Linked DNA regions of Macaca mulatta: region 1 is linked to region 2. A link is a contact called in public Hi-C data. All regions are on one chromosome and are shown on one strand. The core of a region is the stretch at or near the end of the contact, and the rest is flanking DNA. Distances in the headings are between cores, read along the strand shown.

The links. Hi-C and Micro-C count contacts between places; a contact is called where the count stands out from the background.
Region 1: a Hi-C map of fetal cortex germinal zone shows a contact between it and region 2, with 1.8 times the contacts expected there. The contact joins the promoter of TESK1 here to the promoter of CREB3 in region 2. A contact is called at or near these places in 2 of 14 Hi-C or Micro-C datasets (fetal cortex germinal zone and fetal cortical plate).

What each region holds. Positions count from the first base shown.
Region 1 is chr15:64,090,224-64,097,617 of T2T-MMU8v2.0, reverse strand. It overlaps TESK1 (testis associated actin remodelling kinase 1), which reads left to right and starts at 4,818. Exons shown (of 10, transcript NM_001265761.1): 1 at 4,818-5,298; 2 at 5,444-5,565; 3 at 5,697-5,745; 4 at 6,299-6,445; 5 at 6,789-6,871; 6 at 7,044-7,134; 7 at 7,390-7,394. The coding sequence starts at 5,080.
Region 2 is chr15:63,959,811-63,966,892 of T2T-MMU8v2.0, reverse strand. CREB3 (cAMP responsive element binding protein 3) reads left to right here and starts at 2,162. Exons shown (of 9, transcript NM_001265647.1): 1 at 2,162-2,670; 2 at 2,764-2,914; 3 at 2,986-3,053; 4 at 3,168-3,257; 5 at 4,889-4,995; 6 at 5,086-5,154; 7 at 5,804-5,888; 8 at 5,986-6,070; 9 at 6,152-6,508. The coding sequence starts at 2,542. The coding sequence ends at 6,486. It overlaps TLN1 (talin 1), which reads right to left and starts at 1,964. Exons shown (of 58, transcript XM_077965731.1): 1 at 1,836-1,964. It overlaps GBA2 (glucosylceramidase beta 2), which reads right to left. Exons shown (of 17, transcript XM_077965760.1): 17 at 6,628-7,082.

The DNA.
Region 1 (7,394 bases), core at 3,569-6,068, 130 kb before region 2:
ACTGGGGCAAAGGCGCCACTAGCCACAGAAGTTTCAGGCCAGAAAAAGGACACCCCAAAGATCCCCTAACAACAGGACAAGCATCAAAAATGATAACTGGGCACAGTGGCTCACACCTATAATCCCAGCACTTTGGGAGGCCAAGGCAGGTGGATCACCTGAGGTCAGGAGTTTGAGACCAGCCTGGCCAACATGGTGAAATTCTGTCTCTACTAAAAATACAAAAATCAGCCGGGCGTGGTGGCAGGTGTCTGTAATCCCAACTACTCAGGAGGCTGAGGCAGGGGAATTGCTTGAACCTGGGAAGCAGAGGTTGCAGTGAGCCGAGATCACACCACTGCACGCCAGCCTGGGTGACAGAGCAAGACTCCATCTAAATAAATAAATAAATAAATAACTGGGCTGGGTGCAGTTGCTCATGTCTGTAATCCCAGCACCTTGGGAGGCCAAGGCAGGAGGATCACTTGAGGCCAGGAGTTTGAGACCAGCCTGGGCAACATGGTGAGACCGTGTCTCTACAAAAAAATTAAAAATTAGCCTGCTGTGATGGCACATGCTTATAGTCCTAGTTACTTGGGAGGATGAGATGAGAGAATCACTTGAGCCCAGGAGGTCAAGGTTGCAGTGAGCTTTGTGCCGCTACACTCCAGCCTGAAAAAGAGACCCTGTCTCAAAAAGAAATAAAAGATAACTAGCAATAATTGAGTACATCATATATGCGTTAAATTATGAGTTCATAATGGTACTTAAGAAAAACCTCACTGGTCAACTTTGGAAGATGCTGGGGAACCAATTCATTACTTTGAAAGCTGGTAAAATAAGTGAGAAACAATCAAGTATTTATTCTGCCTTTCCTAGGAAATATATCTCTGTGTAACAAATAGTTAATGTGGAAAAGTTTCTCCTTATAGAAATATTCTACCTAATACTTCTATAGGAATTCATTCAAAGAAGGAATGATAATATTATTTTCTAACTTTTTATTTGAGACAGGGTCTTGCTCTGATGCCCAGGATGGACTCGAACTCCTGGGCTCAAGTAACCCTCTTGGCTCAACTTCCCAAGTAGTTGGGACTACAGTCATGTGCCACTATGCCCAGCTTTAACTCCTCTATTAATGAACCTGGACCAGTGGTTCTTAATCAGGGTCAATTTTGTCCCCCAGAGGACAACTAGCAATGTCTAGACACATTTTTCTATTGTTATAGTTGGGAGGAGGTGCCACTGGCATCCATTAGGTAGAGGCCAGGGATGCTGCTAAACATCCTACAATGCACAGGACAGCCCCCTACAATAAAGAATTTTCCATTCCAAAATATCAATAGTGCCACGGTTGAGAAACAAATATCAGTTATTAACATCACAAAAAGACCACCATTGTATACCTCCAGATAGAAGTGCTAAAACCACCTACAAATTAGTTTTGCCAAAATAAATCTAAATTTGATTAAGTTACCAATTTATATCAAATACAGAGGATGGAGGAACATGCTAAATTACAACAGAAATCAAGACTCTAAGAAACCCTACAGGACAAATGAACTAGTTTAAAACAAGTAGAAAAAAAGATGGAGAATAAGCATAGATCTGCAAAGACTTAAGAAACATGGCTGGGTGTGGTGGCTCACACCTATAATCCCAGCACTTTGGGAGGCCAAGGCAGATGGAATGCTTGAGCCCAGGAGTTGAGACCAGCCTGGGCAACGTGGCAAACTCCATCTCTACAAAAATACAAAAATTAGACAGGTGTGGTGGTGCCCACCTGTAGTCCCAGCTACTCAGAAGGCTGAGACAGAAGGATTGCTTGAGCCTCGGAAGTGGAGGTTGCTGTGAGCCAAGATCAACCCACTGCACTCCATCCTGGGTGATAGAGCCAGACCCTGTCTCACAAAAAAAAAAAAAAAAAAAAGAGAGAGAGAGACAGACAGACAGACATATCACCTGTAAAGTACAGGCCTAATGGATTTTGATTCAAATAAACAATTTTTAAAAATCAAACGTAAGACAGTGGGGGAAATGTAAACAACTGGATGCTTGATGATATGAAGGAACTATCGTTATTTTTTGGTGTGACAATACTGTGATTTGGTTTTAAAGAAGAATCCTTATCATTTAGAGATAACATACTGAAAAGTTTACAGGATGAAATGATATGTCAGAAATATACACAAATACGGAGTGAGGAAGAGGGCACGGGTATAGATGAAACAAGATTGGCCATGAATTGCTCATTGGAGAATCACTGGTATAGAAGGGTAAATGAAAGCGGTACTTTCACCTAGGCCAGGTCAAATATGACAACAGTACAACTGAGGCAAAGGCAAACCAATTTTGCACTATGGGTTTCCAACAAAATGGTCTTACTAATCCAACGTAAATAAACATTCATTATTCTATTCTGCGTGTGTGTATGTGTTAAGACATTTTCCATCATAAAAAGTCTGAAAAACAACAACAAAAGGTTTTTTTTTGAGACAGAGTCCCACTCTTGTCGCCTAGACTGGAGTGTAATGGCGCGATCTTGGCTCACTGCAATCTCCGCCTCCCGGGTTTAAGCGATTCACCTGCCTCAGACTCCCAAGTAGCTGGGATTACAGGTGCCCGCCACCTCGTCACGCTAATTTTTTTGTATTTTTAGTAGAGACGGGGTTTCACTATGTTGGCCAGGCTGGTCTCATCTTCTCCTGATTGAACCACAGACACAGCCTCCTTCCTAATCAGTGTTGGCCAGGCTGGTCTCATCCTCTCCTGATTAAACCACAGTCACAGCCTCCTTCCTAATCAGTCTCCCTGCCTCCATACAACCACCGCAATCATCTTTCCAAAATAGGCATCTGGCTCTTTGGCTTGGAATTACCATTACTATTACAGTAATTCTCAAACATGATAAAGGGCCAGAACCCAATATCGGTTAAAAGATCTATGATATTACTTAAACAAAATGAGGCATAAATTCCTAGTGTTTACAGATGTCATACAACAATAGAAAGCAAATTCACAAATAGTTGTAGATGTTAGCATTAAATATGATGAATGAGCGTGTGCTGAGACCAAACGCCTCCAGAAAAAAGAACAGGATGCATGTGCCCTGGGCAATTCTGAGGCTGGCCTGCCTCCACCGGCTGTGGAAGGATTGCGAACGTCTCCCTTCCTCTCGCTCCAAACTTGTGCAATACCTTCCCTTGTACGGCGCACCAAGACAGCATCTGGCCTTCTCTTGACTCTAAGGCATCATGTATCATTTATGACCGTCTTTATTCTTTTCTCAGTAGCCCTCGACAACTGAGTAGTACTTCTTGGCTCCAACTCTCATAAACGTGTAACCAGACTCCATTGGAAGACGGTAACCCCACGCGATACGGACTGTGCTTGTATTAATTTTCTTTTAAGGTTACTACAGAAATATTAATACAGTACTTGAGAATTCCTGACGGACGCAGCCTCGCTTCCTCAGCTCTCTCAGCCGGCCTCCGCACCCGGTACCGCAGCTTTCACTCCCGCCGCCTACCGTTCCGCCGCTAGGGGGCAAGCGGCTCAACGACGCCCATTTAAACCGTTTGCCCCGGAGTGGCCTGCCGGGATCGCGTGTCACCACCCAACCCTGGCGATGATTGGCTATTTTGCCGAGGCCGGAGGCGGAGCCAGCGGCAGAACCGGAAGTACCTGGTACGGCAAGTGCACAGAGTCCGCAGACTGCATGCGCACCCGGGCACCGCGCCGACTTAAAGAGGCCAGTTGCAGCCCCTCCTCTGGCCTGAGGGGACAGACCGTGTTCCTACGTGGAGGGCGGAACCCTCACACTGAGGAGGGCTGGGTCACACTGAGGGGAGGAGTCACCTTGAGAGGAGGGGTCACAATGACTTAGTGGAGTCACTCGGAGGTGGGGTCTCACTGCGTGGGAGGAACACAGAGCAAGGGGGTGCAGCACTGAGGGGTTCTGACACACACTGACGGTGGCAGTGCCACACTGGGGAAAAGTGCTCCCGAAAGGGAGGTGTCTCCGAGAGAAAGCGTTCTTTGAGGGGGTGGGATCTTGCGGAAGGAGGGGCTTCCCTGCAGGTGGTGGCTTCTCTCTTAGAGTCATTTGGACAAAGTAATAAGAGGGAGATCCCGGCTGGGTAGTCACAGGGCGGAGGACCTGGACTCTCTTCTTTATTGGGAGACGGCAGGATGAAGTGAGGAGTCGGAGCTAAGCTGGGTATGGGCCGGTCAAAGGCTCCCTATAGCCCCGAGGTATCACAACCTCCCGTGAAGGTAGAAGGTGTTAGGGAGGCCAGAGGTTCAAGGTGTCGGAGTCGAAGAGACCTGGGAAATGGGCAGGCTGGGCCGCGGCGCAGGCCAGGAAGGTGGACAGGTTGCTGGGCTGCCTCAGATTGCGACTGGGCCTGAGGGGCCTACGTTTCTGCCCCATTGGTCCCTGGAGCCCAAGAATCCGGCAGGTTTCTGAGCCCGACCCACAACGGACAGTCCCAGGGAGGACAGGGGACTCCCTGGGCAGCTAAGCTTCGCATGCGCACCATCAGCCCTTAATTCCCTTTCGTTATTCAAGTTCAGGCCTGAGCTTATTTGACCCGGGCGGCCCAGGGCCTCGCGGCCGGAGAGCGGGGAGGCGGGGGTGCGCACCTGAGGGGGCGTGGCCGCTGCCGGGAGGCCGGGCTGGAAGGAGTTAAGCGGAGGCCCGGCCCAGCCCCGCCCCCGGCAGGCCGCGGAGCCTGAGCCCCGGCGGCTAAGCGGAGCAGCCGCCGCCCGCCCGCCCGCCCGCCCGCCTCCGCCCGCGGCGAGCTAGCCCGCCGGCGCCCGGGAGCGCTGCCGCCACCGTCGCCGCCACCGTCACCGCCACTGCCCGGTCCAGGCCCAAGCCCAGGCCTACGCAGAGCGGAGCGGCGCGGCGTCCACCCGGGCCCAGCTAGCCGGCGCGGCGGGGGCGGGTCCAGGATCTTCGGCTGATCTTCATTCTCAAGGCGGGAGCGGGAGTCCGGGCGCCCAGGATCTGGCTGGGCCCGCGCCCATGGCAAGCGCGGCCTGCCCGGGCCCCGGGGACCCTGCCATGTGAGGCAGGCCCGGGCTGGGGGCCCGGCCATGGCCGGGGAACGGCCCCCACTGCGGGGCCCTGGGCCCGGGCCTGGAGAGGTGCCGGGGGAGGGGCCCCCGGGGCCGGGGGGCGCGGGCGGAGGCCCGGGCCGCGGCCGCCCCTCCTCCTACCGGGCTCTCCGCAGCGCCGTGTCTAGCCTGGCCCGTGTGGACGATTTTCACTGCGCGGAGAAGATCGGGGCCGGCTTCTTCTCTGAGGTCTACAAGGTAGGACCGGCCGAGAGGGCAGAGGGGCGGGACCGAGCCTTCAACCAGAGGCTGCAACTAGGGGGCCGGGAGTGCGGGGAAGAGGGTCCAGACTCGGGCGACCCTCCCGACCTGCCCGACCCTCGCCGGCCGCCCCCGCCCCCAGGTTCGGCACCGACAGTCAGGGCAAGTCATGGTGCTGAAGATGAACAAGCTCCCCAGTAACCGGGGCAACACACTACGAGAAGTGCAACTGATGAACCGGCTCAGGCACCCCAACATCCTAAGGTAAGCGGCCCCAGTCTCTGGGCAGCTTGCTGGGCGGGAGAGAAAAGGAAAGATCCCGCGGGAAACGTGGAACTGAGGAGGAGCTGAGGCCCTTAACAGCCTACCCTTCTATCTTCCCCCTTCTCTGGCAGGTTCATGGGGGTCTGTGTGCACCAGGGACAGCTGCACGCTCTTACAGAGGTGAGGATAGACCAGGAAGGAGGGATCCCCACCCCCCCTTCACCCCCAAGGATAAAGGCAGTGAACAGGCCTGGTGGATCTACGGAGGACTAGTGAGAGGCAACAGGATCTCCTCCCAGGGGAGGCTTTCCTGAACTTCCCTTTAGGCAAACCACGTATAAAAGGCCTCAGCTGGTCTTATTCTCTGTATCCCCTAGAATAGTGCTGTCCAATAGAATTTTCTTCAGTGATGGAAATGTTCTCTATCTGTGCTGTCCTATACAGTAGCCACTAGCCACATGTGGTTAAATTTAAATTATGTTAATTGTTTAGATTTTTTTTGTGGGTCAACTTGATTAAATTTTAAAAATTTTAAATTATTTAAGTTGTTGCACATGGCTAATGGCTACTGAGTTGAACAGGGCAACCCTAGAACATGGATGGAGGGTCCTACAGCACAATCTTACCCCTCTGACCTCTGTGATCCTCCGGAGTGTCCCCTAGCTTATAAGTGGGGGACCTAGAATACAGACTGAAGTCTGACATCCATTCCCATTCTCCTCCTATGCACCAGTATATGAATGGGGGGACCTTGGAACAGCTGCTCAGCTCCCCTGAACCCCTATCCTGGCCTGTCAGGCTCCGCCTGGCCCTGGACATTGCCCGAGGCCTGCGGTACCTGCACTCCAAAGGTGTATTTCACCGGGACCTTACATCCAAGGTAGGCTAGTGGGGTGGGTGGAGGCATGAAAGAGGGTTTGAGACTATTAGGTTGTAACTGTCCTGTGGACATTGGAATGTGGATAACAGATATATTAGGATGTTGGAGTGGCGAGGCATTGGAGAATATTGGGGGACCAGGGTGAGGGGAGTGCTCGGAGGGACTGAATAGCACCCTGTGTTTGGAGTGTTGGGTGATGTTGCGATATTGAAGTGCCTTGAAAAACTGGGAGAGCAGAGAGGGTTGGGGTTATGCTGGAGTGACAGGGCTTTGGGTTATACATTGGGAGGCCAGAGGGCAGAAGGTGATGAGTGCTTGGGGATACTATGTGTGTGTGTGTCAGAACTGTCTAGTCCGACGGGAAGATCGAGGCTTCACCGCTGTCGTGGGTGACTTCGGGCTGGCTGAAAAGATTCCTGTGTATAGGTGAGGTGAATGTCCCTGTTCCCCCCAAATCTCCCAGAGTGCCCCTATCTGATGTCCCCAGAGCCCCAGCGATGTTTCCCTTGGGGAGAGAAGGGAGTTCACCTCATCCCCTTTTCCCTGGGGGAGATGCCTGAGTAGGATGTTTCTGACCACCCTGCCCCTGCCCCTGCAGGGAGGGGGCAAGAAAGGAGCCATTGGCTGTGGTGGGCTCCCCATACTGGATGGCTCCAGAGGTGTTACGGGGTGAGCTGTATGATGAGAAGGTGAGACATCAACCCTTCAGATCCCCAAGGCCTTCCGAGACCCTTGAGGTTTTCTCATAAAGCCCCATCCATCCCCAAAACAACCCTACCAGATCTTCAGGAGTCCCCAAGATCCCTTTGCCCCTCACAGGCACCCTTCCAACACATGAAAACTGTCAAGATCCCCCACCCTCAACCAAATTCAGCTATATTCTGTCAAAATTCTGAAATGAAAACTGTTAATTCTTCCACAACACTGTTATCTCTGACCCCCAGGCTGA
Region 2 (7,082 bases), core at 913-3,412:
ACTGGAGCTGGGATGGGGGATGGGGGATAGGGTATAGCCAGTGGCTGGGTCAGGCTGAGTAGAGGACAGTGCTGTGGTCAGTGGCAGGGTCAGGCTGGGAGTGAAATGGGGGTGTGGTCAGTGGCCTGGCTGGGCGTGGGATCAGCAAGACCCAGTTTCCTCTTTGGGTCTCGTTTCCTCTTTTCTGTTGGGGAGTGGGGGAAGGGGATCTACAAATGGTCCAAGAAATTAAAAGAGGCTTAGATCTAGGGGGTGGCACACAGCAGGGGCTGGGAGTAGGGTATTCAGCTGATGACCAGGTGGAATGTAGGTACATGACTGGGTGAAAATGGTAGGAGAGTAATTTAAAATGATGGGAAAGCTCAGGTTATGATGAGGCTAAATTCAGGTAGGATGTGCGGATTAAGGGTTGGTGAGGGAGGTAGAACTGAGGATGGGAACGGATGATAAGATGAGCATGGGACAGTTAAAGGCAAGGGAAGTATTTTGTAAGGGGATAGTCAGGATGGATGTGAAATGCAGAGTCAGGGATGAGAGTTGGAGAGGAGGCCTTAATACCTAGAGAACAAGTGAAGTGGGAGACAGCAAAGCTAAACTTTCAGGGGATTCAGTTATTTCCTTCTCCCGTGGCAACAGTGATTCCTTGGTCAGCTTCCCCCATAGTCAACAGCTCCTTCTTCCCTAGGCAGTCTCCAACTTGTGACTAGGCCTTGTACATCCTGGGTCCCTATTTCCCACCTATGTTGTATGTAAACAACATAGTCCAGAATCTCTGTCCCCTAACTGTGGTGGCCACAGCAAGGGCCTTAGGCTTAGAGAATGGAATAAAGATGCTGGAATCCCAGATGCCTGCAATAAGCCAGAACACTAGCCTGAAATTAGTTTGTTATCTCTCTGGGTGAAAAGAAGCCCCTGTAACTACACAGGAATAAAGGACTTCCCTACAAAAGAAGGGCATTTACCTACTGCCAACCTCTTAAATTTCATCTGCTCAAGGCCAACTATGCTAGCCTCAATTACAACCCCTAAAGTTGCCCCAAATTCCTAACATTAACCCCACCTCTAATTTGTTTCCTGATTCCCACTACCGGCTTGGACATTCATCCCTTTCCCAGCAGAGACTCATATCCAATCCCTGATCCCTGATACTGATCTAAGTTTTACCTTTAGCACCAAATCGCCTGATGTTAACCCTAAATGTTGACCCCTAAGCCTAAAGTTCATTTGTAACTTGATTCCTAACTCACGCTTTCACTGTTTATCCTTAATACCGACCATGTCAACATTCTTTAATCCCTCAAACAGGCTCTAACCTGATTCCTGTTGTTGACCCTTAACCCGACCCTGAACTCAAATTATGACGTATGATGGCCATCCCAGCAAACAAAATAATGACCTTAATCTAAACCTTACCTACCTAAAACGGACCTGACTCACACTACTAACTCTTAAGTTTTAACCCCAGCTTTTAACTCCTATAGCGACCCTTGATTCCTAAACGGACCCCACCTAATCCCCAACTCACCCAAAGCTTTCCTACCCACATGGCCGCTATCAGCTAACACCAAAGCCCGTCCCCGTCCTGCGCCCCGCTGCTACCCGACTCCTCACGCTCCCCAAAGCCTATCCCAGGCAGAGGACTGCCCCCAGGAGAGGCCTGTCTCCCCTAAGACGGCCTACTTCACGATGAGCCCAAGTTGAGATGCGCTGGACGCTGACCTCTCCAACTAACAGGACCCGAACCGGACACGCAGGAGAGGCAGGGCCCCGCCCGCCCCCGGGGCCAGGCTCCGCGGCCCCACCCTAAGGCCCCCGCCCGGCCCGGTCTGGCCTACCTGCGCTGCCCGGCTCTGCGCCCCGCCTGCCGGCCCGCCGGCCCGCTGCCCTGCCGCTTCTCGGGTCGCCCTCGGGCTCCGGCCTCGCCCTCCCTTCGACACTCTCTCGGCCACTTCCGTCCTGGGAACGTCCCCCACCCGCGGGCGGCGCCCTGGGGCAGCGCTCTATGGTCGCGGGGGGCAGGCAGGAAGCTGCTCTGGCCGCGTTCTCGATGCTCGGGGGCCGCCAAAGGCCGGCAGCCCCTCCCTGGCAGGAAGCGAGGGTGCGGCGCAATCCGGAGAGAACGCCAAGACGACGCCCGAGTTCCCTTTCAGGCCAGAACTCTTCCTTTTTCTAGCTTGGGGGAGAAGGCGGAGCCGGAGCCCCGGAACCCCCGCCCTCGGGGTGCGAGGCGGCAGCAGGGCCGTCCCCTACATTTGCATAGCCCCTGGGACGTGGCGCGGCACCCAGGCCTCTTCTCAGTTGGAGGGAACTCCAAGTCCCACAGTGCCACGGGGTGGGGTGCGTCACTTTCGCTGCGTTGGAGGCTGAGGAGAATTGAGCCTGGGAGGCGGGTCCGGAGAGGGCTACGGAAAGCCCCCGGCCGGGAAGCCCGGCCGTAGAGGGACAGTGGATAGGTGCCCGAGGCCTACAGCTGGCCTGGGGCTCGTGTCTGGGCTTCGGACGTTGGGGCCCGGTAGCCCACCCTTTCCGTAGTTGTCCCAAATGGAGCTGGAATTGGACGCTGGTGACCAAGACCTACTGGGCTTCCTGCTAGAGGAAAGTGGAGATTTGAGGACGGCGCCCGATGAGTCCGTGAGGGCCCCACTGGACTGGGAGCTGCCGCTTTCTGAGGTGCGTTGGGGTTCTGACTGGGGAAAGCGTGGGATGTCCATGAGGTCAGGGGATGGTGATAGGTCAAGGCCTGTTCACTGGAACCCTGCGCAGGTACCGAGCGACTGGGAGGTAGATGATTTGCTGAGCTCCCTGCTGAGTCCCCCAGCGTCGTCGTTGAACGTTCTCAGCAACTCCAACCCCTGCCTTGTCCACCATGACCACACCTACTCCCTCCCACGAGAACCTGTCTCTATGGATCTAGGTGAGTCTGAAATAAGTTTGGGGGGAGGACAGGGTTCATGGGCCTGGCTATTCATACGTTCCCTTTTGCAGAGAGTGAGAGCTGTAGAAAAGAGGGGACCCAGATGACTCCACAGCATATGGAGGAGCTGGCAGAGCAGGTACTTGACTTGATTTTCAGGATGATTACTCTCACATTCCTCAGGTGGGGGCAGGATTCCCCATTCCTCTGTGACATCCCCATGCAACTGCCGCCCACTTTCTGGTTACCCTAGGATATTGTTAGGCTGGTACTGACAGATGAGGAGAAGAGTCTATTGGAGAAGGAGGGGCTTATTCTGCCTGAGACACTTCCTCTCACTAAGGTAAGACTCTCGTTAGTTGAGCAAAGGCTGAAAAGGGATTAAAAGTCTCAAGTAGGCCAATTCTGTTAACTTTATATCAATAACTTTAAAAAAGGATTGAGGTGAGAAACTTAGCAGATTTATTGCTAATAGGAAGTTGAGGCAGGTACCCAATATGCTAGATGCAAGGCAGATCCTCATTTTCGTTGGGCTTACACAAATTTTGGTGTTCTGTTAAAAAACAAACAAAAAAAACCCTCAAAATTATCAGTGCAACATTAGTATTGGGCCTTGGAAAGGACTGTGTAAGTGAAGGGCCTTGACACTTCATTGGCTTCATAGTAATCCACCTCTTGCTGAATGGTAGAACTGTTTAGAGAGTTCAACACGATTGGACTAAGCAGTACATGAATAAATGCAAAATCCTTAGTTTCCAGTTTTAAGCAATCAGTGGCAACTTCACAAGCAGAGTACTGGGATACTATGATGAAATCAGTGCTCATTAATAGAAAAGTTCCAGGAATTTTTTTTTTTTTTTGACAAGGTCTTGTTCTGTTGCACAGGCTGGAGTGCAGTGATGTGATCATGGCACACTGCAGCCTTGAATTTCTGGGCTTAGGTGATTCTCCCACCTCAGCCTCCTGAGTAGCTGAGACTACAGGTGCACACCACCCTGCCTGGCAAATTTTTTTTTTGGTGTTTTTAGTAGAGATGGGGTTTTGCCTTGTTGCCAGGCTGGTCTTGAACGCCTGTGCTCAAGTGATCTACCCACCTTGGCCTCCAAAAGTAAAGAATTTTAATTCCTTCAAAGTACAAGATGAGTCAGCAGTGCGATGTGGCTACTAGGAAAGTTAATGGGATTTGGAAACTGTAGCAAGAGTTATTGTCTCCACAAGTCACTATCTTGCTTTCCTTTATACTGGCTAGAGCACATCTTTGACAGATACTAAGAAGATGCAGTCTATCCTAAGAAGATGAGTTAAAATTTTTGTCTAAGCTGTTTTTTTCTTGAACTTTTTTTCTCTGAGGAAATGTCAAATGCCTGAAAATAGCTAAACAGGGTTCATTCTATTTGGCCCCAGAGATACTAGGTAAGTCCAACGTATAGAAATTATAAGGAGACAGCTGTTGGTTCAGGATAAGGAAGTTTTTGTTTGAAGACAGATTCTTGCTTTACTGCCCAGGTTGGAGAATAGTGGTGAGATCATGGCTCACTACAGCTTTGACCTCTCAGGCTCAAGCGATTGTCCTTCCTCAGCCTCCTGAGGAGCAGGGACCACAGGCATGTGCCACCACACCCGGCTAATTTATTTTTAGTAGAGACAAGGTCTCACTGTGTTGCTCAGGCTGGTCTCAAACTCCTGGGCTCAAGCGGTCCTCCTGCCTTAGCTCCCCAAAGTGTTGGGATTACAGGCATGAGCCATGTCACTTGAATATTGCCTGACCAATTTTTTTTTTTAATAGTTTAAAATGGTCTGGCTTGTTAGGGTTAACACATGGTCCGTGGAGGCATTCAGAAAGAATGTGAATGCCTATTGGTCAGGGAAGCTGTAGAAGGGATTTCTGTATTGGAAAGAGATGGATCTCAGTTGCCTTTCAACTTCTTGTTCTAGAGTCCCTCTAATGATACCCCTTTCCTTGTTTCCTTTCAGATGGAGGAACAAATTCTGAAACGTGTGCGGAGGAAGATTCGAAATAAAAGATCTGCTCAAGAGAGCCGCAGGAAAAAGAAGGTGTATGTTGGGGGTTTAGAGAGCAGGTATGAAAGGGAGAGGGACTCAGTTTTAAGTGTTAGGTTTTTGAAGGGAGGACACAGGCCATATCCCCATATCTTTGTTATTTCCCCCAGGGTCTTGAAATACACAGCCCAGAATATGGAGCTTCAGAACAAAGTACAGCTTCTGGAGGAACAGAATTTGTAAGTATCCCTCCAAACCATTCCCTTCCTACGCTCCTCATTTAATGTTTTCTCACTCTTTCCCCTGCCCTACACTTGATTTCTAACAGGGTGGCTGCCTTCACTAGGTCTCTGATTCTAAGAAGCTCACAGTAGTGGGGAATATATTTATAAGTAACTGAGAATAAGCTAAGTACCTAGAAAAAGAAAGGGGGTAAGAAAGACCTCATGGGCTTTCATAGGATTCTGGGGTTGGGTTGGGAAAGCATTCTAGGCAGAGAGAAAGCATCCTAGGCAAGAGGATTAGCCCAGCATAGTCCTCTTGGGCTGGAACACATGTGAGCTGGGACAGAAGGTAGAGAACGTAGAGAATGCCCGGTGAGGATTATGTGCATAGCTGATCAGACAATGGGGAACTACTGATGATATTTGCAAAGGAGGTTAAGTCCTGGAAGAGTTTGTTTTGTTTTGTTTTTGCTTTTTTTGTTTGTTTTAATGAGGAACTTCAGGCATTTTTTCCAGAGTGGAAGAAGTCGTTTGCAAAAATAGAATGAAAAGTAAGAGAGAGGATCCAGTGCAGAGATGGAGGAGGTGGCCTGAACAGGAGTTTCACTGTGTCTCAGGGTGCTAGGCCAGGGGATGCTCACCATTGGCCCCTCTCTTCCTCTAGGTCCCTTCTGCATCAACTGAGGAAACTCCAGGCCATGGTGATTGAGATATCAAACAAAACGAGCAGTAGCAGCACCTGCATCTTGGTGAGGATAGTGATGAGGGGAGAAATTCTTTTCTCAGTTGCTGGGGACAGTTGTGCAATCCAGAGCCCTTCTTCATCTCCTTTTTCCTCTGCTGTAGGTCCTACTAGTCTCCTTCTGCCTCCTCCTTGTACCTGCTATGTACTCCTCTGACACAAGGGGGAGCCTGCCAGCTGAGCATGGAGGTAAGAGGCTTAAGGATAGCTCTCAGACATGGGCAAGGGGAGAGGCCTGGGTTGGCCTCTGAAGATTCTTTGTCTCCTCAGTGTTGTCCCGCCAGCTTCGTGCCCTCCCCAGTGAGAACCCTTACCAGCTGGAGTTGCCTGCCCTGCAGTCAGAGGTGCCAAAAGACTGCACACACCAGTGGCTGGACAGCTCAGACCACGTACTCCAGGCCCCTGGCAACTCTTCCTGCCTACTGTACTACATGCCTCAGGCTCCCAGTGCAGAGCCTCCCCTGGAGTGGCCATTCCCTGACCTCTTCTCAGAGCCTCTCTGCCGAGGTCCCATCCTCCCCCTGCAGGCAAATCTCACAAGGAAGGGGGGATGGCTTCCTACCGGTAGCCCCTCTGTCATCTTGCAGGACAGATACTCAGGCTAGATATGAGGATATGTGGGGGGGGTCTCAGCAAGAGCTTGTGGGGCTCCCCATCTGTGTCCAAATAAAAAGGGGTGGGCGAGGGCTGGCTGCAGCTCCTATGCCCTATCAGGAGGACTGAGGGCTCAAACACACCACACTTACTGGCTTTCTGGGTCTTTTATTTGTACCCATGTGTCTCACCCCATGAATGTACCTGGGGAAATCAACTGACCTCCCTGAACATTTCATGCAGTGAGGGAACGGGTGAGGAAAGAAATAAATAAGTGATTCTAATGCTGCCTAGGTCACCCTCAACCCCCATTTACTGGCACAACTGGGTGGGGAGAAGGGAAGGGGTATGATTGTCCTGATGGCTCAGGGTTGCAGAAGGTTCAGAGGGGAAGGAGGAAAGGCCAGGCTGGAGGCTGGGCTATTAGTGCTTTCCTCCCACAGTTCAGACGGTTCACTCTGGGCTCACGTTTGCCATGGCTTCCTTTGGTCCAAACATAGGCCCTGTCCTTAGTCCTGTGCCCTGTTCGACTTTTGGCCTGGAGGCCTTTTTGTGCTGCTGCTGTTGCAGGGCTAGCTGCATGGCCCAGATGCTCAGTGGCCGCATG